2 separate regions of the Mus musculus genome follow, and region 2 is linked to region 1. The links are chromatin contacts, called in public promoter capture Hi-C maps. All regions are on one chromosome and are shown on one strand. The core of a region is the stretch at or near the end of the contact, and the rest is flanking DNA. Distances in the headings are between cores, read along the strand shown. Region 1 holds the start of Sv2c (synaptic vesicle glycoprotein 2c). Region 2 holds the start of Arhgef28 (Rho guanine nucleotide exchange factor (GEF) 28).

Region 1 (3,806 bases), core at 675-3,174:
GTTTTGTTTTGTTTTTTAAGGTTCATCTCATTGTTCTCTATACATCCATCATTTGGAGAAATAATAAATTACTATGCAACTATTACTGGCACGCCCTCAAAGAGGTATCCATCAGGGCAGTAAATGAATTACCAGCACCTTTTGCAACGCCACATAGATCCAGATACGATTTACGTTTTTAAAAATTTCACACCGATGCTGGAGCACACCTGTGCCTACATGGTATCTTACATTGGTAGCAACACAGATGTTTTACCCCAAATAATTGTTTATTAAGTAAGAATGCACAGGAAGGATGTCTAAATGAGTGGGTTAATTTTTAACCATTCCAATCATTCATCTCACAGCACCACAGTAAGTGGTACAAACCGCAAAGCATTTAAGCAAAACACACAATCCAGATGGATTTTTCAAAGATCGGTCCAGAAACTGTAGGCTCAACAGGGCCTGGGAATCCTGAGTCTCGGAATGCCAGAGCAGCAAGGAGGGGCAGCCAGAGGTTGGAGGCTGGTTCCATTTTCCTCTCTTCATCTCATCTTGAATTGTGGCACACACGGATTATAGCAAGCTGGAGTTATCTGTCCCAGGCGGTCCACGTGGTCCCCACCAGCTTCTTTAGCGAGAGCCTCCAGACCGCCTGGATCTCTGAAGAGCCCGGCTGCTCTTCTCCAGCAACACAAACATTTACATGCATTGTTTACTTATGTATCGGCACAGCCAAGCATTTAGCCACCTATTCAATCTTTCAGGCTATTTACTCTCGCATGAACTCATCCAGGGAGAGATTGTGTGAGAGATCTACCCACTGCAGCTCCCACCAGCGCCTCGCTTTGTCTCGCTCCTCGGGGTTACCATTACAAGGGTAATGATTGCGCGGCGGGCACCTGCCGGGGGTCGGGGAGCTTCCAAAGTACACGAGTTTCACGAGAGCTCGGAGCTGGTAGGGTCTACTTTATGAGGATGTCTGGCTTCCCACTTTGTCCCTTCCGATGAGCGGATGGGTAACAGGATGACGCTCTGCCCTGCCAAGACGGAGTAGATACTTGGGTGTGGTCTCTCCAGGATGAGTTCCAGTTGGTATAGTCCAGCCCCAGCGCTAAGGTGAGGCTAAGGTTGCCGTTTCTCACCCTCTAAGGCATTCCTGAGAACAAGAGCAATATTCTCACCTCTCTCTCTCTCTCTCTCTCTCTCTCTCTCTCTCTCTCTCTCTCTCTCTCTCCTATTAAAAATGCTAGAAATCCCCCCACCCGGAGTTCCGGCTGCTCCCTGGCCCTCCCTGGTTTAGGGACACATACACACATCCCGCACGTGGAGTTCCTTCCGCTACACCCCAAGTTTTGTCTCGTGTGCTAGCATGGAGATTGGGGGGTAGGCGGGGGTGATCAGCTACTCCTGACTTACGGAAAGCCTAGTCAAAATTAACCAGTTCCAGGCTCAGAAACAGAACAAAAGCCCTCCTTCCCGAGGCACTGGCCTCCAGCAATCAACAATTTCCTTGTGCTTTGATGGACCCGACCCAAGGGGCTGCCAAACGAGCAGCGCACAGTCACACTCGGTGACTAATTCAGCACGGGTGCCTTATCGACGCCCCCCACCCCGCCTCCTCCTCCTGCTACAAACTGAGCTCTGACTTCTCCAAAAGTACCTGCCACTTGGAGCCAACCCCCACCGCACCCCTCCCCACCCCCGACCCGAACCGCAGCAACACCTCCGCATCATACCGGGAGCTCGCCCAGCCTTGCACAGCGCCCTCCTCCCCCGCGCGCCGTAACCCCCTCCCTGCGCATCGCTTGTACTCTAGCCACGCCGCCGCCCGCCACTGCAGCACCGAAGGGAGGAGGCGAAGGAGGAGGACCGCAGCGTGGCCGCCGGGAGCCACTTTCCCGCCCCTCCTCTCGCTGCCGACTAGCTCAAAGGAGTCACCACTGCGCGCGCTGCAGGAGAGAGTGGCAGACCGAGGCGGCCCCGGGCTGCAAGCGGAGGGGTGCTCGCAAGGCGACGGCTGCAGTGCAGAGCGGTGGCTCAGGGCAGGGGGTCCCCGGCGCCTGAAACGGTGAGTAAGGAGTCCCCCGCAACCGTGGCAAGGGCTCGTTCCGTGCTAGGTTTTTCTTCTGTGCCGGGAGACCCAGCGTTGTAACCAGAGAACTTTTTGCAGCCTTCCAGAAGCGCAACTAGCGCAACTTTGCCAGCTCTGGCCCGGGAAAAGCGGCTGCAGGTGAGGCAGGCTGCCCGCTGGGTACCTGTGTTGGGATGGCAAGCAGGAAATCTCACTGAGGCAGTCGAGTGGCCCCGGGTTTACTAGGCAGAGGCAGGTTAAAGGTGCGCTATGTTCGGGATTCAAGGGCAGGTGGGTGGGCAGCTGCAGGCATCTCCCGACTTCTTTGGGGGCGCAGGGGTGGGGGAGTTTCAGGGAGGGCTGGAGAGACTATTCAAAACAGGCAGCCGGGAGCGCCCACTATCAGCGAGCCATCCCCGCAGCCTCTGGCTCAACTTTTTCTGCGGGGAACCCTCTGCAGATGTGCAGAAGTGGTTGGAAAGCACGGGGAGCCGCAGTCGGCTCTGCGGGAGGCTAGCAGAAAACCCGTCAATTTTCAAACTCTTACACACACACACACACACACACACACACACACACACACACACACACACAAGCTGAAAGCAGGAAAGCCTGCTGTGGCCCTTTGTAAGAATCAACACTTCTCCAACACTGCACCTCTATTGAGCAAAACCCTATCGAGCGTCCACTATGCGCCTAGGGGCGCAGCGAAGCGCATCTAAGAGTGAGGATTTCTTAGGAGAGGGACTGTCCCCAATGATGATGATGATGATGATGATGATGATGATGATGATGATGATGATGATGGCAGCAACAATTACTACCGAGGTATCTAATTTAAGGACAAGAGGAAATGGGCGACAGGTCACCATCTTCTCTTGGTGGACTTTTCCTCTCCAACTGGGCTCTAGAATCGAGAATACTTTCTCCCGCGAACTGGAACGCCTCTGGCCAGGAAGGAAAGAAAGATTTTAGAATGCCGGGATGAACTTGGCTGGGGAAGCCAGCACCCCACCTCAGATACAAGGAGCATCTCTGTGGGCGTGCGGGAACCTCAGTCCGCCACGCGCGGGGGCGGAGAGGGAGGAGCTGAGTCACCAGCTCTGGAAGTACCGCCTGGACCATGGGAGCGGGGGGGGGGGGGCGCTCGCGTCACCCTCTACGTGTGGGCGTGATGCAAATACAGCCCCGCAAGGGGAGGGCGCGGTGGAGGGAGGGCTAGGAGACCCAGCCTGTCTGGGAGCGCGCGCGTGTGTGCGTCAAAGGCTCCGGAGTGATGGATGCCCTGTGGCGCGCCCTGTGCAGACGGCAGCGACTGGAGGGACTCGGGTGGGAGGATAGACTGCGGCAGGGGTGGCAGGGGATGCCGGGCAATACAGAGGCTGCAGGCAGGCAAAGAGCTCCGCAGTGTGCCGCAGTGGTAGCACTGGGAAGGCGTCGTCTCAGCAACCAGGATTCCCCCGGGTGCCCAGACATCTTTTAAGTCTCTGAGGGATGCCCAGATGTTCCTTTCTCCCGTCAGACTCCCTTCCTTCCTGCATAGCTGATTGACTAAGAAAACGGGCGGGGAGGGGGGCGCTTTTCAGTTTACTTTTTGTCCTTAGCAGGAGTAAGACAGTTCTTTCAGAGTCCATTCATTTTATGTTAGCAAGCTTCCTAGTGCTCAGGCCAATTTTTCAAGCAAATGCTTTCTTGGTTGAGTTCCTCAGGTTCTCTAAAGCCAATCCTTTCCTAAGGCTTTTGGCAGAGG
Region 2 (3,806 bases), core at 698-3,197, 2.1 Mb before region 1:
CCACCTGCTAGCTTCCTGGCTGAATGTTTCTGGTCTGTGACCTAAGAACAGGAGAGCTTGAATTTTAAACACATGCATTTCCAGCCTAGCTCAGTCCCAGTGTGTCCTGAGCGACCTGTATCTGCAGAATAGACAAGCAGATGCAAACGGCTATTTACACAGGGATAGCTTTCTGCCTCAGGCAGTTACTGCTTCTCTCAAGGTTGGCGGAGCATGTGGCTTAGAGTTTGAACCTAGAGAAGTTGAAAGCCAAGTACTTATTTAAATATTGATCACGCTCAGTGCCTGAGAGAGAGCAAGAAAACTGCAGCCGGTGGGATTACATGTCCTCTACAATCATGCTGAGAGCATTAGGGACAGTCTCCCTCCGTTTGCTTCTTTTTCGTGTGGAAGAGAGCCTTGGGCTAATGTCTTACAATACCTGTTCCTCTTCCCACAATTCCTTGCCTCTCTCAAGCTGTATATGACAGAATCAACTAAAGAAGAAGAAGAAGAAGAAGAAGAAGAAGAAGAAGAAGAAGAAGAAGAAAAAGAAACAAAAGAACAACAGCAACAGAGGGATCAACAAAGGCTTCTTTTACAAACTTTTCCGCTAACAGGCTTGAAAACTACTTGTGTGTGGTGTGTTGATTCAGCCAATCTCCAGTTGACTTTTTCACATTGAAAATATTGATGTTCGAGAAAAGTGTTATTGCTTTTATTTTTTATCTTCGGGACTTCGTAGTTCTTCAGTGGAGAACACTCTTCTTTGGGACCTAAGGTTCTGCAGTGTGACATCAGAGGATATGAATACAAGTGTCAATACTGCAAGGCCAATGTCAGGTCCTTTATAAAGAAGGAAGGGCAGCGTTTGCCCTAAGACAGGGCTAAAGACCTCAGACCCTGGGTTTTGTTTTTTTGTTTTTGTTTGATTTGTTTTTTGTTTTTTTGGTTTTTTTTTGCCATCCTGCCATTCTTTAGGCTCTGGTTAAACAGGTATGTTAGGAGGGTGGCCCAGGGCATCTGGCAGTGATGGTTTGGGACGGGCCAACACATCTCTCCTGTCCATGTAGTCGGTCTGTCTTCTTGAGAAAAATAAAGGTAATATTAAAGGAACTTAGAAAAGTAGACGCTTAATTTTATCTTTAAAGCTGGAATAATCATCTTAAGCTTATTTTATAGTAAGCTGTACAATGGCGAGACTTTTCACTCGGGACAACTCAGTGCTAAGTGCCTCAGTGCTTTAAGATCCAAGGGGTCCTTTCACATTGTTAGGTGTTGTAAAAGTGGCTATGGCTTTCTCAAAAACAAACAAACAAATGTTGGTGCCGTTTAGGCACCTGTTTGCATAAACGCATAGGGAATCGAGCCTGCAAAGCTTTGGGCCAGAGGAACCTCCATCATCCTCATGAATTAGAGGGAGTCGGCTGTTTTAAAATAGTACTTCCTATTGTAACAGACCCGGGCACTATTATGTCCCGGGTGTGGTGGCTTTGAGCTGAGGACAACCCGAGCCTCCCTCTGGCCTGGCACGGCTCCCTTTAGGAGCCGACCGGCCAGCTCCTTCCTCCGGCGCCACTAGGGCGTGGAGGCCCCCGGGGCGAGCGGGCGCCGCCGCCGCTAGGGTGCAACCCTGCCCTGGCCCAGCAGGTCCCGCTCCGTGCCCGCCGCCGGAGGAAAGCCGAGGCGACCGGCCGCCGCCCCGCGAAGGGAGGGGGCGGCGGAGCCGCAGCAGCTTCAGGTTTCCTCCTGGAGCTGGTGGCGGGCGCGGCCATGTGATGAGGCGGCGACGAGCCCGGCTGGCCAGAGGTGGGCAGGCGGGGACCAGGGGGCGCAGGGGGTGGCCCCAGCTGTGGGCGCGGCGGGCGGGCGAGCGGGGGTGGGGTGGGGTGGGGGGAGCTGCGGCTCCGCCCCTCGGTGCGGCCAGCGGAGCGGAGGGGCGTGGGCAGCTGGGGACCGGCTTCCCCGCTCCGGGCGACGCTGGCCGGCGGGTCGCCCTCGGCAGGCCTCGGGGACAGCGCCTGGCCAGGGCTCCTGGCGTTCCCGAGCCACAGCTCCAGGTAAAGGCGGATTACGGGAGCCATCCCTCTTGTCTCCCCGCAGCCCTGGGCGAAGTTTGCCCACCGGAGTTCTCAGGGGACAAAGTTTCTCTAGGGTCCCCGAGGACGCAGGGGTCTGCAGAGGTGGTGAAAGGCTGCACTCTGTCGGCTGGGCAGCCCGAGGAATGGGCGCCGCCTCCTGGTACCTGGGGATGGCAACAAGTGCATGGCGCTGCCGGGTCGGAGGCAGCAGCTGTGAAGCGCAAACGGGAGGCAGCGGCCACCCCTCACCCTCTCGGGCAAGCGGGGTGGGAGGGGGCAGAGGGTGACGGAGCTCAACCAAAGCTAGTTGCAAGCGATGGAAATCAGAGGCAGGCGGCTGGAGAAGGGTGAACCTCGAGAGCCTGGTTCTCCTCTTCCCATCTGTGTTTCTGGCCAGCTTCACCTATATGCTTGGTGTGTGTGTGGGATGTACCCCAGACTGCTGGTCAGTCTCAAGTTCAGGACATTTATTTCTTGTGGAAACGTTTGCTGAGTTTATAAAAGCATCTATGGTCATCTTGTTTGGGAGGGGCTTTTAGCATTGGGTGGGAATCCGTGCGCTTGTGCCATGAGTTTCTCTGGAATACTCGGTTGTGGGTGGTAGGGGTCACAGGTGGAGAAGGCGTTCTCGCTTGCTGTGAGCTCTGTGAACGCTGGGTGTTCAGACCACCCAGGAAACCCAGCTCTGGTTTCCCAGACACCAGTTAGGTTTCTAAGGGAGACTACTTTAGGAGCCCACAGAGCCTGCCTATTGGTTGCAGCTGGGTGGGCCCAGGGGAAGGGTAACATCTGTGTTTGCTAGCATCTGACTCCCTGACCCCTGCTCAAGTGCCAGCCTCTACACACTCCAAGTTGTAGAGATTGAGCACTCGATTCTGCACCAAGCAGTCAAGAATTACAGTTATAAAGAACGGACACACTGCTTTTCTGTACTTTGCCCTCTCGTGTTCCTAGACCCTGAAGCTGTCTCAGTAAAATGAAATTCTATTCTCAACAACACAAACAAAATCAAAGGCTTGCCCTAGTTAGGCTCTGTGGAAACCACTTTGAACACGATAATTCAAGCTCTGATAACCTTTCCTGGGAAGCTTTCCATAGCTCTATTTTGAGTTTTTATGTGAATGTTAAAACAAATAGGTGTTTGTCTAATCTTGATGAATAGTAGCGCTAACTCCTTTGGAGTGTTTGAAGGAAGAGAACATTGCAGATGCCTTTTGGAGAGGTTGTAGCATTTCAAAGTGATATTCCGATGCAGACTTTATAGTGATTATGCATAATTATTTTTGATTATAGAACTTGGATAGCATCATACTTGATACTTTGTGGTTTGGGAAACTGAGGCACAGAACTAGTTCTTGGGTAAGGGACTCTGGGGCGTGTCCCGGCTAATGTGACATGAGACTGGAGAACAGAGAATCAGTGTTTGCTCTGCTTTGGACTGTTTTTTCCCTTATCAGGGCGGCACAGCCAGGCCAATGGCCAGCAGTTTGTCTAACAGGTGTGTTGGAGGGACTTTCCTCTGAAGTACCGTCTGCCTCTAAGCGGTTAAGAAACACTTAAAGGTACAGAAGGAAATCAGAGTCGGCGACGAAGGTTCTGTGATATCTCATTAGCCCTGTTAGGGTTTCAATATATATATATAATTTGGAAAATTCTGAAATATTTTCTTATTGTGTTCTCATAAGGAACCATTCTTGTGGCTAAGATTTCCACTGGGCAGGAATTTCATATGTGTTTGATACATGT

Evidence for each region. Promoter capture Hi-C pulls out the DNA fragments that hold promoters and counts their contacts.
Region 2: a promoter capture Hi-C map of cranial neural crest shows a contact between it and region 1. The contact joins the promoter of Arhgef28 here to the promoter of Sv2c in region 1. A contact is called at or near these places in 2 of 39 promoter capture datasets (cranial neural crest and liver).

The regions. Positions count from the first base shown.
Region 1 is chr13:96,130,695-96,134,500 of GRCm38.p6, reverse strand. It overlaps Sv2c (synaptic vesicle glycoprotein 2c), which reads left to right and starts at 1,924. Exons shown (of 13, transcript NM_029210.1): 1 at 1,924-2,053. It overlaps Gm29543 (predicted gene 29543), which reads right to left and starts at 1,776. Exons shown (of 2, transcript NR_167969.1): 1 at 1,722-1,776; 2 at 251-1,141.
Region 2 is chr13:98,204,306-98,208,111 of GRCm38.p6, reverse strand. It overlaps Arhgef28 (Rho guanine nucleotide exchange factor (GEF) 28), which reads left to right and starts at 1,947. Exons shown (of 36, transcript NM_012026.2): 1 at 1,947-2,039.